Linked DNA regions of Mus musculus: region 1 is linked to region 2. The links are chromatin contacts, called in public HiChIP or PLAC-seq maps. All regions are on one chromosome and are shown on one strand. Each heading gives the region's core, a stretch centred on a gene start, on an enhancer-like site or on the middle of the called end of the contact. The rest is flanking DNA. Distances are from core to core; before and after follow the strand shown. Region 1 overlaps A530013C23Rik (RIKEN cDNA A530013C23 gene). Region 2 holds the start of Tmem189 (transmembrane protein 189).

What was found. HiChIP or PLAC-seq counts read pairs in DNA pulled down with a chosen protein or histone mark.
Region 1: a contact with region 2 is called in an H3K27ac HiChIP or PLAC-seq map of microglia, with 2.7 times the contacts expected there. The contact joins the enhancer-like site here to the promoter of Tmem189 in region 2. A contact is called at or near these places in 5 of 39 promoter capture datasets (cranial neural crest, embryonic stem cells, frontonasal cranial neural crest and 2 more), 1 of 484 Hi-C or Micro-C datasets (embryonic stem cells), 3 of 115 datasets of contacts at active chromatin or transcription factors (embryonic stem cells, microglia and pancreatic cancer cells) and 1 of 9 other capture datasets (adipose tissue).

The regions. Positions count from the first base shown.
Region 1 is chr2:167,696,726-167,700,819 of GRCm38.p6, reverse strand. It overlaps A530013C23Rik (RIKEN cDNA A530013C23 gene), which reads right to left. Exons shown (of 2, transcript NR_110334.1): 2 at 3,407-4,094. Among named protein-coding and RNA genes, the nearest start is that of A530013C23Rik, 8.0 kb to the right of the region's middle. Within about 2 kb of position 2,724, at least 228 of the 459 cell types and tissues checked have an H3K27ac peak or open chromatin away from gene starts, as enhancers often do. A contact at or near this core is called in adipose tissue, hematopoietic stem and progenitor cells, microglia and 1 more, where this site is marked.
Region 2 is chr2:167,660,075-167,664,060 of GRCm38.p6, reverse strand. Tmem189 (transmembrane protein 189) reads left to right here and starts at 2,517. Exons shown (of 6, transcript NM_145538.2): 1 at 2,517-2,688. The coding sequence starts at 2,565.

The DNA of each region.
Region 1 (4,094 bases), core at 1,475-3,974, 37 kb before region 2:
ATGCTGCCCGAGCCAGCTTAGCATTACCCTTCCATCTGCATTTGAGAATGAGTTGTAAACATGACATCACCCCCATCCAGTATCTCCTGACTTTCATCTCATGCACATGTGTGTACACACCAGCATATACACATTCACATGTGTGCAATCACACACAGTACTAAAACTGAGTTCAAGTCAACATCACAATTGTTCCCCTGTGGGTCTTCTGACATTTGTCTGGTCCAGAGTGACATAAGTCCCTTTCATTGTGTTTGGGGTCTAACTGTCTAAAGTACTTCCTTCCCGGCATTGCCTCAATTTTCATGACCTCCAGATGACTGAGGGTCCCAGCCAGCTGTTCTGTAGGGCATTCCTTGGTTTGAATTCACCCCACATTCTCGGGGGGGGGGGAAGCTAGAGCTGGCTCTCTGCTCCTGCACAGGGACAACAGGAGTGACACTGGGTTCCTGGGTGTCGTGTAAAGACACCTGCAATTTGTCTCCTGGCTAGAAAATGAGGACAGGGAAGTGTCCCATCCCACTGAGCGATTTCAAGGATTAAATGAGACACAGCCCAAGGACTGATTTTGCAATGTTCTCTCCCTGTATCTGACCTATCTCGCCAGCCCTGGCCCTGACCAACCCAGGAAGAGACAGGAATACGGGGGGGCTTGGGATTCATCCCCCCTGGTTGCAGGCAGGCTGATGCTGGCTCTCCCTGATCTCCTAACCAAATGACAGGGACAGGGAAAGCAGTATGTCCCACAAACCACCGAGAGACACTTAATCTCCCTCCATACCAGAGATTTCTCAACCAAAAGCAGTTTTGCCTCCAAGTAACAGCTGGAAGCTTCGATGGGAAGCCTGGCATGGTGTTGCATACCTGCTAGCCCAGCAGTGGCTGAGGCAGGGGGATGGCAAGTTAAAGGCCAATGTGGGTTATACAAGGAGATCCTATCGCAAACAAACAAATCTAAGAGTGGGTACTTACTGCTGTAATCTCAGCACTCAGGACACTGAGGCAGAAGGGTCACCATGCATTCAAGACCCCATTTCAGGGAGAAGCCAGTGGAGTCTGGTAGGTGAAGACAGGAGTTGTGGTACCTTCTCTCTGATGCATGGAAAGCCCAGAAGAGAAAGTGACCCCATTCCAAAAGCCACCAGTGTTGAGTCCGCGGCACCCTGACCCACACCGGACCTAAGTCATCCAGTAGTGACAGGTAGGCCTCACCATCACTGTCTCCTATCTGGGCCCAGCGGCTGATGAGAAAAGAGCCAGCTCTGACATCCAGCATACCCAGAACTTGATGAAGAGTCTCATCTTATGAAGAGTAAGTCACAGATCCTATGCCATTGTTTTGCAAGCACTCAGAGGCTTCAGAGAGTCTGAGGACCCCCAACCTCTGAGAAGCTGAGGGGGGGGGCTTATGGGGCAGCCAAGCCTTGTCCTCAGAGCACCAGGACAGGCATCCGGGATTCAGAACCCCAGACAAGTTTAAACATCAACAAATTAAAGTGTCAATGAGGATGCTCTAATGATGGTGGTGATGCTGGCTTAACCCTCCAGATAATAAAGAAATGATGGCTCTATAGCGGTAAAAATAAACGAGGGGCTGGTAGATGCCTCTGTGGGTAAGGTGCTTGCTTTGCAAGCTTAAGGGCCTGTGTTCAGAACCCCAGGACCCACGTCAAAGCCATGTGTGATGATGTGAGCCTGTAACCTCAGTGCTGGGGAGGGGGAGACAGGCTGACCCTAGGCCAGACAGTGCAACCCAAGCCATGAGCTCCAGGTTCAGTGAAAGAGCCTGTATCTAAAAATAAGGTAGAGAGCCACCGAGGAAGACACCAGCCTGTGACCTACTGCCTCCACAGGTGCACATGCCCCCCATGAAAACACACACGCGTGTGCGCATGTATGCACGTGCACACACATACACACACGCAAACACAATGTGTGCACATACATACCACACGAACCACACACACCATACACACACACCACACACACATATCACATACTATACACATACCAGACTCGTCATACCATACACACCACACACACACACACATACAAACCAGTCAATAAATAGTTAGGTAATTAGAAGTATGTATAGGTCAAGGCTCAGTGGGGAAACGTGCTTACTGCCAAGCCTGACCACCTGAGTTGATCCTCTGGACCCACAGTGAGGGGAGAGCCAACCCCTCCTACAAGTTGTCCTCTGACATCCACCACACAGATAAATAAATAAGTCAATAAATAGTCACAAAAGGTGGGGCAGTTGTGGCACACATCTTTAATCCCAGCACTTGGGAGGCAGAAGCAGGCAGATTTCTGAGTTTGAGGTCAGCCTGGTCTACAGAGTGAGTTCCAGGACAGCCAGGGCTACACAGAGAAACCCTGTCTTGGAGGTGGAGGTGAGGGTGGGGGAGAAAGAAAGAAAAAAAGAAAAAAAAAAGTCACAAAAGGTTATTTTAGAAGCAAATAAGTAACTACTTGAAAGTTGGAGGCCATCCAAGCTTATCTACATTGTTTCAAAGTTCCTTCCCTCCAATGTCTGCGGGGTTGGAAGAGGGAGAAGTGGCCTTACAAACCTGACCCCCTGACCCAGTATGATGGCCGCTGCTGAGCCCAGGGCTCCAGAGACAGAAACTGGAAATTGACTGCAAGTTTGAGGCCTGCCAGGGCAGTCTGGTCTCAAAAACCCTAAACCAAAACCGAAAGTGAAGCCTGCAGTACTTGCTTTGGTCAGGTGACCAAGAGTGTCACTGTCAGCACTGGGACAGAGTAGCACTCAGCCCTCTGGGTCCTGCAGAGGCTCAGAGCCTGAGTCACATTCAAGGAGATTGTGCAGCTGCTGCGGGGACCAAGCCACAAACAGCCCCCTGGAGTCCCCGACCTGCTAAAGACAGTGAAGGCCATGAAGCCACCAAGGCCAGCCTGATGTGCATAGTGAGTTCCAGGCCAGCCAGAGCTACATAGTGAGACTGTCTTAGAAACAAACAAAAATGTTATTTATTTATTTATATTTTATTTTTTGGCTTTTTGAGACAGGGCTTCTCTGTGCAGTCCTGGCTGTCCTGGAACTCGCTCTGTGGACCAGGCTGCCTTTGAATTTACAGAGATCCACCTGCCTCTGCCCTATAAGCGCTGGGATTAAAACTGTGTGCCATCACTGCCCACCAAGAAACAAAGATTTTAATAGATTTACCTATTTTTATTTTATGTGCATTGGTGTTTTGCTGGCATATTTGTCTGTGTGATGGTCCCCTGGAACTGATATTATAGACTCCAGTTGTGAGCTGCCATGTGGGTGCTGGGAATTGAACCCAGGTCCTCTGGAAAGGGCAGCCGGTGCTCTTAATGACTGTGCCCTCTCTCTAGCACCAACAAAAAGTTTACGAGAAACAAATAATGAAGGACTGGTGAGAACTCAATGATTTATTCCCAGTCCAGATGAAATATGCCCAAGTTTGTCATTTTCCTATAAATCTTCAATCTTTTTCAAGATGACAAGTGTTTTTTAACACAGAGACCGACAGACAGACACACACACACACACACACACACACACACTTTGGACCACATGTTTGTACAGTATCCATCTCAGCCACCCCTAAAGAGCCCAGATGGAAACCAAATTGTCCCCAAGCTATAAAATGAGTGGCCACTCAGCAATAAAAAGGACTAGCAAGTCACACACTGCCACTTAGAGAAACGTGAAGTTGGAGTTGGGGACCAAGCATGGGATTCCTTTAACACAATTCACAGAAATGGGTGAACAAGTTCTTGTTATCAGAACTCACGGTATAGTGGCAGGGGATGCAGCTTGTCTAGTGTGTACAAGGTCAGGGGTTCAATCCCCAACATTTCATGAAACTGGCATAATGTAGGTCTCTAATCCCAGCACTCCAGAAATAGAGGCAAGGGGATCAGCATTTTAGGGGTAACCTGGGCTACATGCCATACTGTCCTAACAACAAAATCAGAGTACTGATAACCTGGGTGTAGGGAGGGGCTCTTGGGCATTGGCTTGGCCCTTTGAGGCCCCCGGCAGGGACAGCTAAGTGCCTTTGCAGGTGTGATGGTAGACTAAGGAAGAGGAATCCACAGCA
Region 2 (3,986 bases), core at 1,268-3,767:
TGAAACATACATATATTAAGTTGTTACAAAATTAAACTTAAATTTTGTATCATTATACAAAGATCTATGTCAATGAAAATCTTAAACCTGTATCAATATACAAATTTCTGTACCAATGTAACAAAATATAACCTCAATTTTGCATCAAAATATAAAGATTATGGTTACAAAATGTTTTTAAGAGTAGATTTAATAACCCATCCCTATTTGTCTAATTTCTTATAATACTACTATATCCCCCTTTTTTCTTTTCAACCAACCCCCTTCCCTCTACCTAAGAAAGGATAGAGAAGAAGAAAGGAAAGATATAAATCCCTGAGTCTAAGCTCTCGATTTTGTTTCCTCCATGTCCAAGACCACAATGATTTGTAAATCATCCCCTAAAATGATAACATATCTATTATTCATAAAATAACCAAAACCATCCATCCCAACTTAAGGGATTGAGATGGCAGGCCTCTTATAATTGTTCCTCGCTGAATTGGGCAAAGAATTCATTTTGTGGGCCCAAAAGGAAATTGGAAAGCTAGCTGGTATCATTTGTTGTCCAGTCTCGGTACTGAGAAAGTTCAGGGTTTAACTTGCGTCCTGACTGGAACCGTTTGAAAGGCTGAGTGAACCACTGTCATTTGGATCAGCAGTCCTTTCTGAGACTGTCCTAGAAGCAAGTCTCTGGAAACAGCATCAGTTTGAGCAGGATTAATCAGGGAGCTGGAACAACAGGTCTCAGAATCTTAGCATCCCCGAGGGTGAATTCTAATTCTATAAGGACTGTCCATTTGGTCTTTCTGTGAACATAAAGTGTTTAGAGGTAATATATGTTTCTATATTAACATAATGTATGGAATGTGCACTGTGCACAGATCCGTTAAAGATGAATTTTGCAGCCGGGCAGTGGTGGTGCACACCTTTAATCCCAGCACTTGGGAGGCAGAGGCAGGCAGATCTCTGAGTTCAAAGCCAGCCTGGTCTACAAAGTGAGTTCCAGGACAGCCAGGGCTACACAGAGAAACCCCTGTCTCGAAAAAACAAACAAAAGACAAAGAAAAAAAAAAAAAAAACTACTGCCGAGCTGGAACCCTTGAGATTGCTCCCCTGGACTTGCACGGTTGAAGGAACAAGCCAACCAACGCCCAAGTGTTGCCCTTTGACCACACATGGACACTCAAGAACACACATGCACACAAAACAACAAAAAAACTACAGAAAGAGACTTCCCTGGTCATTTCCAGCAAATCTCAGAGACTCTGCATAGGGCCAAGCTGGTGCTCTGTGAATTGAATAACGGTGAGAGAGAGTTAGTTCTGACTACCCGTCTTGTCTGTCAATCAGGATGTCCTGGCCTCTGGGATCTCCAGCCCTAATCTGCAACCCTAGCCTTCTTGCTAACAGGCGCAGTTTGGGAGGGTCTGAGACCCAGCACCTGCCACAGCAAGTTCAGCAGAACCCCTGACACCCCAAATCTAATCGCGCAGTTAATACAAGTGCCAGGCTGTCACCTTCATCGGAACAGGAAGGACTTGGGCTACAGCCTGACGCGGCCATCCGAGTGGCTCTTCCTTTGAGTAGACGTAAGGAGACAGAGAAGGAGCTTGGAACGGACAGAGACCACCCAGGAAAGGAGCACTGAGGGAAGAGGAGATAGCCTGGGGAGGCTGGCAGCTGAGAAATATGAAGCTTAAATCTTAGAGAAGAACGAAGATGGAGCCTTGGAAAAATTCTTCAGATCTTAAGTTCCCTCTGCGGGCCCCAGGCACCTCTCAGTCTTGCAGCCCCAGGGTGGACGCTGTTTATCATCCCTTAAGGACTTTACATAAGCCTTTAGCTCTCTTAATGCTAATGCCTTAAAGACAGAAGCACGTTCTCTGACCCGGAATTCATTCAACCTCTCCTAAAATCTGTCAGCTGTTGGCCCAGGCAGAGTCCCTGCCCTCAGGGGCTCCTTTCCTGATAGAGAGACAGTTACTCCTGACAAGCTCTGAGTAGCGTGAGGGTGATGTCACAGTGACCAGAGGAGGGGGCACCCCAGCAGGTGGTCACGAGCGGCCTCTCAGAAGGCAATATTACTTCTTATGTTCCGTGATTGAGTCTTGCAATGTAGCTCAGGCTGGCCTCGAACGCGAGACACTCCTGGGTAGTGAAATGAAACCTAGCGCGTGCAGCCGATGTGCTGCCCCGTCCAGCAGCTTCCTAGCGAATGCACGATCTGCAGTAGCCATGCACTCCGTAGGCGCTTCGCAGCGCGTACTCCCTGCCTCCAGCGCGGTACGCGAGTTCGCGGGGCGCAGCGGGGACGCGCACATCCACCCTGCCTTCCGCGTCCAGCTGCGTCCAGCTGCGACCCCGCCCCCCGGCGCCGCGGTTGGCTGAGGCCCGAAGGCCTGCGATTGGCCGGGCGCGGCGCGGGCGCGGGCTCCGATTGGCTGTGACGCGGGGCCCCGCCGACGCCCCGCCCCGGCCGCCGCGCCCCGCGCCGGCCGGTCATTGGGCGGCGTGATATCGCCGCGGTTCCGCGGCCGCCGCCGCTGCAGGCAGAGCGCAGCGGGCGGGCCGGGCGACGGGCCATGGCGGGCGCCGAGGACGCGCCGGGCCGGCAGCCGGAGCTGGACGAGGACGAGACGGCGGAGGGCCGGCGCTGGGGCGCACAGCACGCGGGAGCCCGTGAGCTGGCGGCGCTTTACTCGCCAGGTAGGACGGATGGAGGGCCTGCGATCTGATGGGTGCTCGGCGCCGGGCCCGCCCCGACCGAACCCCAGGCGGTCCGAACACCTGGACCCTAACCCATCTGAGCCCTCTGGATCCGAACCTTAGCCCATTCGAAGTCCCCGGATTCGAACCCTAACCCATCCTGAGTCCACGGATTAGAACCCCAACCTATTCGAACCTCACTTCGACCCAACCCGTCCGAACCCCCACGAATCCAAACCCCAGCCCATCCGAAATGCCGAGATCTGAACTCTACCCAGATCCGAACTCCAGCAGCCCATTTGGACGCCCTTGGATCCGAACCGCACTCCATCCGAACCCTAGCCCCATCCTAACCCTGCCCCCAATCTAATCCCAGCTTCCACCCAAAGCGGAACTCCAGGGCTTCCAACTTTGCAAAGAGCACCCCTAGATCTTGGGACCCTAACTAAACCCCTTCCTACTCCGAGCCGTGAGGCTTTGGGGTTGCAGAGATTTAGGAACAGCCCCAATGCACCTGCGCATCCAGAGTCCTAGCCCCAGGGCACCTTGGGCAGTTTAGGAACCCCACCCTGGCCTGCCTTGTCTTCCTAAATCCCAGTCCAAGGCTTCCGGTTCTCAGGCAGCGCGAAGCCTTAGACATCTCAGTCGCAGGCACTGCCCTTAGCCACCTAAACTCACACGCAGTCCTAGGACCCCCACGTTACGAGTCTACACTCTGTGCGTTTTTTCCAAGACCGTGGGTTGCAAACTAACCCCCCTTCTGGGACTAACAGTTCTCTAGCCTCTAGGGCCCCGATTTGGATTTCAGCTGCAAAATATCCCAGGCGCTCTTCCCATAAGCTCCATCATGGTCCCTGCTTCAGTAGCTGCAGTGAACTTATCCCCTCCCCCTCCCATTGGGACCGGCAGCCCTCACCTCTTACTGGTAGATTCTCGGCAGCGATTCAGACCCTATTGAGTCTGGCTCTGTCCTCTCCCACACCCACACACTAGCTGCCCATTAGGACTTTGTGGGATACACTTATCACCACCCGGAGCCCCTTTCCCTGGCTCCACCCCTTCCCCCAAAGCCAGGTCCCCTCTCTGGTTTCTTTGCTTCTTGACATGCTCTTATCCTAACTGGCACTGGCTCCAACCCGCTCTCAGGGAGCCTCAGCAATCTCACTGCCTGGCTGGGTATCCCCAGGGGTTGCGGAAATGCCTGTGCATCCAGGGTCAGATGACAGCCAGCCTTGAGGCCCCTCAGCCAGGGTAGAGTCTCCAGGAGTTGGCTTTGTTATTCAACATTCTATCCGCTC